Linked DNA regions of Mus musculus: region 1 is linked to region 2. The links are chromatin contacts, called in public Hi-C maps. All regions are on one chromosome and are shown on one strand. The core of a region is the stretch at or near the end of the contact, and the rest is flanking DNA. Distances in the headings are between cores, read along the strand shown. Region 1 has its middle 24 kb from the start of Rgcc. Region 2 holds the start of Vwa8 (von Willebrand factor A domain containing 8).

What was found. A called contact is a pair of places that touch in the nucleus more often than the background predicts.
Region 1: a Hi-C map of Sertoli cells shows a contact between it and region 2, with 2.7 times the contacts expected there. The contact joins the enhancer-like site here to the promoter of Vwa8 in region 2. A contact is called at or near these places in 10 of 39 promoter capture datasets (the 3T3-L1 cell line, the C10 cell line, the HPC-7 cell line and 5 more), 2 of 15 datasets of contacts at CTCF or cohesin (large pre-B cells and pro-B cells), 13 of 484 Hi-C or Micro-C datasets (Sertoli cells, Th1 cells, Th2 cells and 3 more), 9 of 115 datasets of contacts at active chromatin or transcription factors (the NIH/3T3 cell line, astrocytes, bone marrow-derived macrophages and 5 more) and 2 of 9 other capture datasets (embryonic stem cells and pancreatic islet).

What each region holds. Positions count from the first base shown.
Region 1 is chr14:79,322,868-79,328,543 of GRCm38.p6, reverse strand. No RefSeq gene overlaps it. Among named protein-coding and RNA genes, the nearest start is that of Rgcc, 24 kb to the right of the region's middle. Within about 2 kb of position 3,828, at least 6 of the 459 cell types and tissues checked have an H3K27ac peak or open chromatin away from gene starts, as enhancers often do. A contact at or near this core is called in Sertoli cells, where this site is marked.
Region 2 is chr14:78,845,197-78,850,986 of GRCm38.p6, reverse strand. It overlaps Vwa8 (von Willebrand factor A domain containing 8), which reads right to left and starts at 1,809. Exons shown (of 45, transcript NM_027906.1): 1 at 1,544-1,809. The coding sequence starts at 1,703.

The DNA.
Region 1 (5,676 bases), core at 2,579-5,078, 480 kb before region 2:
AGTGATAGTTGAAAGGGGACTAAGAGCAGTTGTAAAGCTATGTTGCAAACTCCAAGGCAACTACTATTCAAGAGTCTTGTATTTGAGAAAATAGAAGTGTAGCTAATAGACCAATGGAGGATACACAGTGGGGAATGCTGCATTAAAGAAAGCCAGAGAAGGGGAAAAGGCTAAAGGTTAAAGGGTTGTGGAGGGGGTGGGGGGGGTGGGGGTGGGGACAGCAGGATGGGTGGAAGGATGAAAGGAAAGAAGGAAGGGAGAGAGGAAGGAAGGAAGGAAAGAAGGAAGGAAAGAAAGGAGGCAATAAATAAATCCAATACCATCAAAGAGGAAAAGCATACAATACAAAAGACAACAACAACAAAAGTACAGCTGTCGGACAGTCCTTTCTGTGCATCTGGGTAGCTCTGGCCACCTGTGGATGACCACTGACATATGACCAGTGAGTATGAAGAACTGCTTTTCAATGTTTAACTTTAAATGCAAAGGTTTTTTGTTTGCTTGGTTTCTGTTTGAGACACTGTGACTGTGTAGCCCTGGCTGCCCTGGAACTCTCCATGTAGACCAGGCTGGCCTTGTGCTCACTAACATCCACCTGCCTCTGCCTCCAAGTGTTGACATGAAAGACCTGCACCACCAAGCCTGACATAAAGACCTTTTAATATTTATTCACTCTGTGTGTGTGTGTGTGTGTGTGTGTGTGTGTGTGTGTGTGTAGCTTGCAGGAGTCAGTTCTCTCCTTCCACGATAGACCCTGGAGATAGAACTCATTATCAAACTTTTTTCCCAACAGCCATCTTGCTGGCCCCTTCACCTAAATTAAATAGCCATTGGGGACTAGTGCTAACATTAGGCAGTTCTTCTCAAAAGGGGCATCATTTGCAGTTCCTCCACCAAAAGGGACACCTTTTTCAAACCTTGCAAGATAGCTGTGTGTCCTAGAAGTTGTCTCCTTTCTAGCTTGCACCCTTGCTGCAGCGTATTTATCTACCATAATTGTCATCCTCATTAGACACGACTCAAAGGTAACAGTTTTCTTAAGGCCACACAATGTCTCAACTCCGGGTCTGACCCAGACCCATCCCTTTCAGCTTTGAACTGCGTTCTTGCCTGTCATCCCCAGTAATCTCGTAGTATCAGGCTGACCTGGTGTGAGGTCCAGGTCCTGTCTGTCCAACAAGAAAGCCCCTGAGAACAGGTCCCAGAAAACCCCATAGAAAGTGCTCATAGCTGTTCCCTGACTTCTATCTATGTTTATATGCATCGTTGGTTCAGGACCGTGGTTTCTGAAATGATGCAGTTGGGCGGTCAGTTCGTTATTTCTCCCACTAGAGGGCAGGCTTTCCAACTCAGTATTATTTACCTTATTTGTTTATTTCTTAAGAATGAGCATGTGTAGTCAGGTGGTGGTGGTGCATGCCTTTAATCCCAGCACTTGGGAGGCAGAGGCAGAAGTTTGAGGCCAGCCTGGTCTACAAAGTGAGTTCCAGGACAGCCAGGGCTATACAGAGAAACCCTGTCTGGAAAAACCAAAAAAGAAAAAAAAAGAACGAGCATGTGTGTCTGTGCGGCAGGTTGAGTTAGTTTTTGTCTTTGCTCTTTGGGAGCAGGTTCATCACCTCGGGTGTTTACCACGGATGCTTTTCCTCTTTGATGGTGCGTGGGTTCCTGATCCAGTAGGTTGCTGGTGGCTGCCCTCTGTAGAGATGAACAATTCCACGAAGCTTTTACTAAGTACAAGTCTGTTTACCTGACATTAAATGGCAGCGTGAGCATTTTGTGTGGGAAGACAGTGTTGATCTCAGGGTGAGAGGAATAGGGCTTGGCCTCAGGCAGGGTCCCACCCTCCTGGGCTTCTACTTCTTGTCAGCATATTTTCTAGGAAACAAGATTCTGTCATGTTTTCAAACTGGAAGGCTCATTTTGGTTACCTCACTGGTACCATCCCAGAATAAGTCATACAGGGTAAGACGGATTGGTTTGTTTCTTAACACTCAACCCAGAACACTCTGTCAACAAACATTTGTGTATTTTTCCCCTAACAAAGACCAGGTCCCTGATACTAGCTGGGTGTCTTATACTTCATGTCAATTCTGACTGTGTCTGCCTGAACTTAGTAACATCAGCTCCCACAGGTTAAGGGCTCCAGTCCCACAAGACGGCTGAAGTCTAGGTATTCAGTGCCTCTGACTGACTGGCTGGAAATCCTTGTGGTCCTCTCCTCCAGTTGGATCATTTGTTAGAACGGTCCTAGAGCTCAGGGAAGCATGCACTAACTTGTTTCTTTTCTTTTCTTTTCTTTTCTTTTCTTTTCTTTTCTTTTCTTTTCTTTTCTCTTCTCTTCTTTTCTTTTCTTTTCTTTTCTTTTCTTTTCTTTTCTTTTTGTTTTTTTGAGGCAGGGTTTCTCTGTATAGCCCTGGCTGTCCTGGAACTCACTTTGTAGACCAGGCTGGCCTGGAACTCAGAAATCCACCTGCCTCTGCCTCCCGAGTGCTGGGATTAAAGGCGTGCGCCACCACACCCGACTACTAACTTGTTTCTTATAGAATATTAGAAAGGATGCAGGTGTTCAGTCAGATGGGAAGAGGTGAGGGTGGAGACATCGCTTTCATGAGTTTGGGTGCTTCGCTCTGCTAACACTTCCAGAGGATTATGGGAACCTAGAAGGCCCTCAGCCTGGCTGTAATGGAGAATACATTAGGTATGGTAGACTGAAAATTGGCCAGGAGCAATCAAGCCTATATTTAGGCTCCTTGCAGATGGGATGGTCTGGGGTCAAAACCCGAGCCGTCTGACCCTGTCATTGGCTTTCTCTAACACCAGCCCCAATTTGAGGCTCTACAAGATCCTCAGTCACCAGTCACCTCATTAGGACTTGGTTCCAAAGCATCATCTGGGAGGTTTCAAGGTTTGTAGGTGCTGTGGACCAGAAAACACCACCAGGGCCAAAATTGTTGTCGACATTTCGCAGTTGACTTAATTAGGAGTAATTTTGTGTCATGCATTCATCCCATGTACAGAACACTGCCTGGTATGTAAATCCATTTGTTGAGTTGAAACATCCATTTGGCTCTTTCAAAGGTATTTCAGAGAATTCTATTTATTTGTTGCCTTCTATTCTTTTGGTTATCATACAAAGGCATGGGCTGGTTTCACTGTGACATTTTTGTACGTACGTATTTTTATTTTGTGTTGTTCTTTATCTCTCTTGCCTGCCTGCCCCCAACCATGTTCTGATTTCTTCCATATTATACTAATAAAAGGAGAAGTCCATCAAGAAGGTGTGATACTTGTAAATCTGTATATACCAAACATTGGGACTCCTGGGCTTATACTACAAACATTAGCCGAGCATAGTGGTGCATGCCTTTGATCCCAGCACGGGGGAAGGGGTGGGGGGTGGGGGTGGGGGAGGGGGCAGAAGGATCTCTGTTCTACATCAAGAGCTCCACAACTGCCAGTGCGACATAGAAAGACAATCTCAAAACAAGCTCATGGAAACTGGATACAACTTGGAAAATGTAAGCCAGGGCTTCGAGCCTTGCATATATATATATATATGTGTATATATATATATATATATATATATATACACATATATATATATAGTATTTGCAAATTCAGGAATGAACAAAAGAGAGAAAGAAAGAAAACTCAGACTCCTGTGTAGAAGCAAAGGTCCAGAGACACTGACTTTCTAGTCTGCTGTTTTCTCTCCCTATGGGTCCTCTGTAGTGTTCGAAGCACAAGGGACCTGCTGTTAGTTATTCCTTCATGCAGAATCTCCTACTTCTCACCAGTGTGTTGAGATCACAGACAAAGCCTACCTTTTCAGTACATAATGCCCAAGTCCAGCGGGAGGGTTCTGATTAGCAATGAGCTCAATACAAACACTGTGCTGTAGAGCCTTGGGCAGAATTCCAAGCTGTCTTGAGTTGAGCTTCAAGCATTGGAGACTGGAGGGGAGCAGAGGTGAGGAAAGTTGATCAGCTGGCAAGGTGGGAATAGTATTCTGGCGATTTGAAAGGTAAAACCTAAAGTTAAAGTTTCATTACTGCCCTAGCCACCTTCCCTCCAAGTCTGCCGGCTTTATACGCTGCTCCATCCATGTCCACGGGGAAACTAGGTCGGAACAGACAACTTCCCTCTCCAACTGTTCATTAAATCACAATGCTTAGTTCTTGTTCAGTGGACACTGCCCAACACTCCGAAAGCCTGCTGCTCCTTCTGCTGGCGCTTGGGGGTCCCAGGATGCAGCGCTTTTCTTGCTAGTGTCTACAACAGCTCCTTAAACCATTTTATTTCAGAGAGTCTGTGGCCTCTAGCATGTGTGTGTGTGTGTGTGTGTGTGTGTGTGTGTGTGTGTATGTTGGTGCATGCACACTCCATCTCCTGTCCACAGCAACTGTTTCATAATTATTCACCCTTAAATATATAATTAGAAATGTTGATGGGGAAAAAAAAGAGTAGAGGAGATGTGATTATACCTGGCTGAGTTGGGAGGAGATAGAAAGGGGGAGGTCAGAATAGGGGCTTGGAGCAGAAAAGGATGAAGTCCCAAGGCAGCAGGCCACAGCTTCCACTCCTCCCAAGCTGTCATGTGATGGTTTGGTCTGCCACTTCCCAAGATATGCTTGTTTATGTTAAGGGGGAGTACCAACAGGAATGGGGTAATATTTGCTGAAAGTCAATTGTGCGCATTTATTTTTAAAAGATTTATTTATTTTATGTGTACGAGTACACTGTAGCTGTCTTCAGATACACCAGAAGAGGGCATCAGATCTCACTACAGATGGTTGTGAGCCACCATGTGGTTGCTGGGAATTGAACTCAGGACCTCTGGGAGAGCAGTCAGTGCTGTCAACCCCTGAGCCATCTCTCCAGCCCCCAATTGTGAACATTTTTAATAAGGGAGAATTGTGTTTGATAAGGAGAATTTATTGGCTTTCTAGTATAAACACTCCAAACCCTGTCTTGAAAAAACCAAAAAACCAAAAACCAAAAACAACAACAACAAAAAGAATGCTAACTGGAAATGGCCTGGGATTTTGAAACCTCAAAGGCCCCCAGTGACACATGGAAACTTGGTGGCATACAAGCAGACATGCTGCTGGAGAAGGAGCTGAGAGTTCTGCATCTTTATAATGAAGGCAGCAAGGAGAGACTGTGTACCACACTAGGTGTAGCTTGAGCATAGGAGACCTCAAAGCCCACCCGTAGAGTGACACACTTCCTCCAACAAGGCCACACCTCCTAATAGTGCCACTCATTTTTAAAAAATCTTTCTCGTTTTTAGAAAAGATTTATTTCTTTATTTATTATATGTAAATACACTGTAGCTGTCTTCAGACACAGTGAAGAAGAGGGCATCAGATCTCACTATGGATGCTTGTGAGCCACCGTGTGGTTGTTGGGATTTGAACTCAGAAGCTTCGGAAGAGCAGTCAGTGCTCTTAACCACTGAGCCATCTCTCCAGCCCCAGTAGTGCCACTCTTATGGGTCAAGCATTCAAACACATGAGCCTCTGGGGTGACCATTCCTATTCAAACCCCCACAGGGACCACTGTTGTTCAAACCTCACATTAAGCAACTCCATTCCTAAAAAGATGAGATTCCAGCTCCACACAGTTGTTCACAACAGCACTACTTGTAACAACCAAAAGAAAAAGAAAAGT
Region 2 (5,790 bases), core at 560-3,059:
AACAGGCATACAGTTCGGGAGAAGCAAAGTCTACAACTTGAGTTTGTTTTTCATGTACTTTGTTCTCCCGTCACACTGCTAGGAAGCAGTGACAACAGAGGACAAAGGGAGTCTGGTCACGTGCTGGAGTACAACTGAGAGTCTTCCCAGCATCCACACTCATCCATCACAGCCTGCTGCTTTCTGTGCTACGGCTGTGGCCTGTGTATGACCTCTGGTTCCAACTGTGCCGCTCTCACCTTGAAAGCCCTAACCTTAGGAGTCTGGATAGCCAAGAGTTAATCTTTCACTCTGTCATGAGGGCTCTTACATGTGCCCAGGTCTCTGGTGAATACACAAGTTCTCAGTTTCAGTGCCCCTTGTTGTAGTGAGGCATATCAGTACAAAACAAATTTTTTTTCATTTTTTTAAAAACCTCTTTTCAATTAAATGTTCTATCTGCTGACTCATGGCTCTTATAGTTAGCTAGAGAGTATAAATAAATAAATAAATAAACAAACAAACAAACAAACAAACAAACGGAGTCTACCCAAAACTGCTCAACCTCAAAGCCTGTCAGATTGTACCACATTCTACCCTTGACATCTGCCTTCTCTGATAAGAGTGTATTATCATCTGGACTGGTGAAATGATGGATTTATTAGATGAGATGATACTATCTGGAGATGACACACACAAGGAGGTGAACCTAGTGAGACAAAGTAGATTCTTTGAAAAGTAGGTCTTATCCCCGATTCCTCTCTCTCTGCCTCCCTGAGAGAGCAGCTTCCCTCTGCTAAGTCCTCTTGTCATCACGAATTTCTGCCTCACCACAGGCCACAGTGATTAAAGTATTAAGCATACACTGAAACATCTGTAACTTCCAGCCAAGAAATCTTCCCTTGTTTTAGGCTGCTCTGTGTGTGTGTGTGTGTGTGTGTGTGTGTGTGTGTGTGTGTGTGTGTGTGTTTTAATGTTGTCACGCAGATGAAAACTGAGTAACAGAGTGGAAAGCAAGTACATGCTCTAGAAGCTATAATCGAGGACAGGCAAGTTTTGAATCGCAATTTCACCTTGTGATCCTCAGCGAGGCACTTTTTTTTTTTGTTTCCCTCTTTTTTGGGACTCATTCATTCCGACTATAGTATAGGGTTTTAACTAAAGCGATGACTTTCAGTTCTAAGAGTGCTTGAAACCGAGTCTTCTGTTAAAATTGGGAAGGAACATGGGCACAGGTTCTCCAGCAAGATTGTACACGTGTCTATGCCATCACGAGCCCTACTTGGCTCATGACACAAAACCAAGCCCTCGGGAGTCAAAGGTCAAGGTCAAGCACGAGTCTTAACAGCCCCCAAAGGCTGCAGCATAAACCTCTCAGTGTCCTAGAGTCTACGTGAGGATTCTTGTACAAAAATCTCCAGTGGGAGAAAACTGTGTTCCTAGGCATCAGAGACCTTAGTCCGGACCCCTAAGGTTTCAGAGTGGAGCCCAGGGGGCGCCAGCGCCTTGCCCCACATCACAAAGCAGCGAGGGCAGCGGCAGCGAAGGCGGAGGGCCCAGTTACCTGAGTCGGTCGCCCCAGAGTGCAGCAGCCTGACCTCCAGCCGCTGCTGGTCCCCGCCCGGCCTGCCCCGCAACACCTGCCGCAAGAGCAGCCGCACTCGCCGGGAGGCCACGTCCCCAAGGCCGCCCGGGGCTCCTAGGAGGAGGAGGCGTGACTGCATGGTGCAGGAGGCATGCGTGGGACCTCCAGGGGCTTCGGACAAGCACAGTCCCTGGACCGGGCAGGAGGCGATCGGCGAGCGGGACAGGAAGCGGCAGGGAGGCGGGTCCGCCGGAAACTCCTTCCCCCGGCTCGCCGGGCTCTGCGGGATGGGCCCGGCCCGGGGCGGAGGGCAGGCCGAGCGCCAGCCGGTAGGATCGGCTACCGGAGCCCGGCGCGCCGCCCCAGGCGTGGTCGCCCCAGGGACGCCCGGAGCTGGGGAGATGCCAAAGACCTTTAGCACAGTTGAGCGTATGCCCTGTTTCTTTCTTGGCTGCTAGCCTACTGTGTTATGATGCACTGTGGGCTTTCCCCTCGATACTGCTTCGGATCTTTTTTCAGAATGGAGAAAATATTCAAGAGATTCTGGAACTTCACCTATTTTAATTCGTTGTCATCTTCCCAGGGTTTCCACACCACAGGCATTGAAAGCTTCAGTTTAGCCTTCCTTTGCCGCTCCTGTTTTATCATCTTCTAAACTGCAAGAGGAAATGTTACACTATAATGGTGAATGAAAAAACGTTCAACTACCAGAAGGATCCAGTCAGGCTACAAGGCAAGGGTTATATAAACATAATTTATGTCTTTAGTGAGGAAAAAGTAGGACACTTGACTAAGGCTCCCTCCCTACCATGCATTCCAAAAGCAGCAGCAGTCTTCCATAAAGCAAACAAAGTCTAATGTAATTAGGCTGCCTCCCCAAAATGTCAAGAGTGAATTAACCAAAGCAAAAAGTTTTAATGAAGTTCTGCACAATGAAATCAAACAAACAAGATGCAGGCCTGGCTCTCAGAGAATGGCCTTGCCAATTCTAGACCTACCTGTATCTTACATCCATATTAAGCACCCACCTCCCAGGCACTTAAACTTCCCGAGGAACTAAACTTAGAAGTAAATGGAGGTGGCAGAGAAATAATTTAAACTAGTTTGGAGAAATCGAAAATAAAGGAGTGAACATTAAAGATGTCAAAACAGCATAATTATTACATGGATAGATTCTCACTATTTCACAACCACACCTGTTAGGCCTCAAATCTGAGACAACCAGCTATAGGAGGTGCCAGTTAACAGATAAAAGCTAACAGAGGTCCCTGTTAACACATCAAAGCTGGTACTAGCCACTAGATCCTCCTCCTATCTCTCCATTCCCACCTGTTACAGGATCCTCCTGGTAGAGGCACTCAGTCCCCTACTCTGAACTCTCCAACCCAGAGGCAGTACTATCTTTCCCCCAAGCTGCTCTTCCATCTACAATCCAGCCTCTTTGACTACTCTGGTCCTCTTTTGGTCTCCTGGTCTGGCTTCCTGGATCCTGGCTCTCTCCTCTCCCAGCTTCCCCTCTACACACACACACACACACACACACACACACCACCCTCACTCAGGTGTTCATTTTCACTCTGAACCCTGCCAGATAGATGCCTCTGCCTCTGTGTTTTCTCCCTCACATCTATAATGCACCTTCTCCACCCTCTTACCCAGGAGGAGTCATATCCTCTTTTTATTTTCTTTTTGTTGTTGTTGTTGTTGTTCTTTTTTTCCTTTTCTTTTCTTTTTTAATCCCTATGTGAATTGGGTTAATGGCAAACATGCAAGCAGCATAGAAATTTACAAATTGCTTTTCCTCCTTTGAGCCTGAGATAGTTGACCATTGTTACAGTCAAGTAGATTAGGTCTGGATTTGACTAAAAGACAAGGCTCTGACCTGTCTATGAGGGCATTTCAAGGAAGCAGTAATTCAAAGGGGAAGACTCTCCCACCCAGCATGTGCAGTACCTTCCTGAGGAAACTTAAAAAGAAAGAGTTGGAGGGAAAAGCCTTTCTCTTGCTTGCCTGTCTCTGCCTCTGGCTGATGAGGATCATAATTCACTGCCATGAGAATCCAATTCTCAAACAGAGACTGAAGACGAAGTGGCTTGAAAGGAGACCTCGAAACCTCCACCACCAGCAGAGAATGCTGAAGAACCCAGCCTTGTGGACTATGCAGCTACCAGGTTCTCCACCTCTCTAATGTACAGACAACCAATATTGGATTTCCCAGTTCCTACTGGGGAAACTAAACACCTTTGTGAAACATATATTCATTCAATTCATCCTGTTCTAGGGAGACTTGACTCATGCAGAGCACATACTCTATGTCATGAGATTGTGCTAAACACTTTAATTAACAATCTTATTTGACACAATTCACAAATAGGAGGTACTATTACCTAACTATTTCAGTTAGAGTTACTATTTCTCTGGTGAAACACCATCACCAGAAGAGAGTTTGCAGGGGTGATGTGGGGGAGGATTTTTTTCAGCTTACACTTCCAGGTAACTATCATAGGTCACTGAGGGAAGTCAGGACAGGAACTCAAATAGGACAGGAGCCCAGAGGCAGGAGCTGATTCAGAGGCCATGATGTTGCTTATTCATTTCCTTCCCCTGACTTCCTCAGCCTGTTTTCTTACAAACCCCAGGACCACCAGCCCAGGGGAGGCCTTACCCGTGTGGGCCTCACACATCAATCACTGATTAAGAAAATGCACCCACAGGCTTGCCTACTACAGCATGGCATAGATTGAGACACTGTAGCACATTCAGCCATTTACTGTTAGACAATGAAATCACATCAAATGCAGAAAGCAGGCATACCAACACATGTACACAGACTGATGTGTGTAAGATGCAGGCTCAAGGCTCTCAAACAATACTACACCTAGGAAAGGCCAGTGAGGCTTCACAGAGAATGCAATGTTTGAACTTGTTCTTCCAGGATGTACATTAGTAGATCCATATGCCTTTTCAGAATATTCAGTCAGAGAATTTGTTCCTGGTTATTTATATTAAAAATACAAGAGACATACTATATATTATAACTGAATTTTAAGAACACACTGAAGACCTATGAAGTAGCTCGATAGGTAAACACACTTGGTGCCAGTCATGATAACCTAAATTTGATCCCCGGAGCCTACATGATGGAAGAACAGATTTCTACTTACGATTTGTCTTGTGACCTTTATACATAAATCATAGTACACACACACACACACACACACACACTTGCGCACACTTGCGCACACTTGCACACACACACACATATGCACAAATAAACCAATAAAATACAACTTTTTAAAAAACTGAAATTAAGACATCATGTCAGTTTACAGGAAGTTGTGATGTATACAGTAAGAGGAAATATCATATGAGTTAAGAAAAAAACTGTTCTGTTATATCCAGAAAGAGAATTGGAAGCATGATGTCAACATCATTTGAACCACACAGATTCATTTCTATATCAGATATTGCTAAAAAAAAGAACTACATATTATTATCTTTATTTATTTATTTAGTTAGTTAGTTAGTTAGTTAGTTAGTTAGTTAATTACGTTTTTTGAGATAGGATTTCTCTGTAAAACAGTACTAGCTGTTCTGGAACTCACTTTGTAGACCAGGCTAATTTCAAACTCACAGAGAACCACCTGCCTCTACCTCCATAGTGCTGGGATTAAAGGTGTAGACCACCATGCCCAGCTGTTATAAACTAGTTTTATTTTCTTATATTTTGTATTTGGACAAACATAAAATTCTGGGAAAGAAATTTTACATATATATGCAGTCAAAATGGATCGCCTCAATGTAAAAAACAAAAAAACAAAACTCAGTTATGTTATGTGAATATGTTTTTGTTTAATCCCTGGTGGGGATAAGAGGCTGCTTCACAGTAGGTGATTATGATTTGCTTAGTGCACTAGCAGCAGAGAGTTTAATTCTGGGGAATCTGGACAGAATATAAATGGGAGAACCTCATGAGGGCCTGTGGTCATGAGCAAAGTCACAAGAAGGAAAAATTGGTTATCTTGATGACCAAAGATCAGACTTGCTCCCAAGGAGCCCACCATCCTTAATCAGCAGGAAGTAGTCTAAAGAAGTCTATGACCCCTTTCCTCTCTAACCTTCTTTCCCTCTTACCCAGTGTTGGGTGTTTGGGACGGATCAGGGTGGAATAAATGTTGGAAGGGTATGAGATATAAGAACCCCATACAATAGCTAAGAGGAAATAT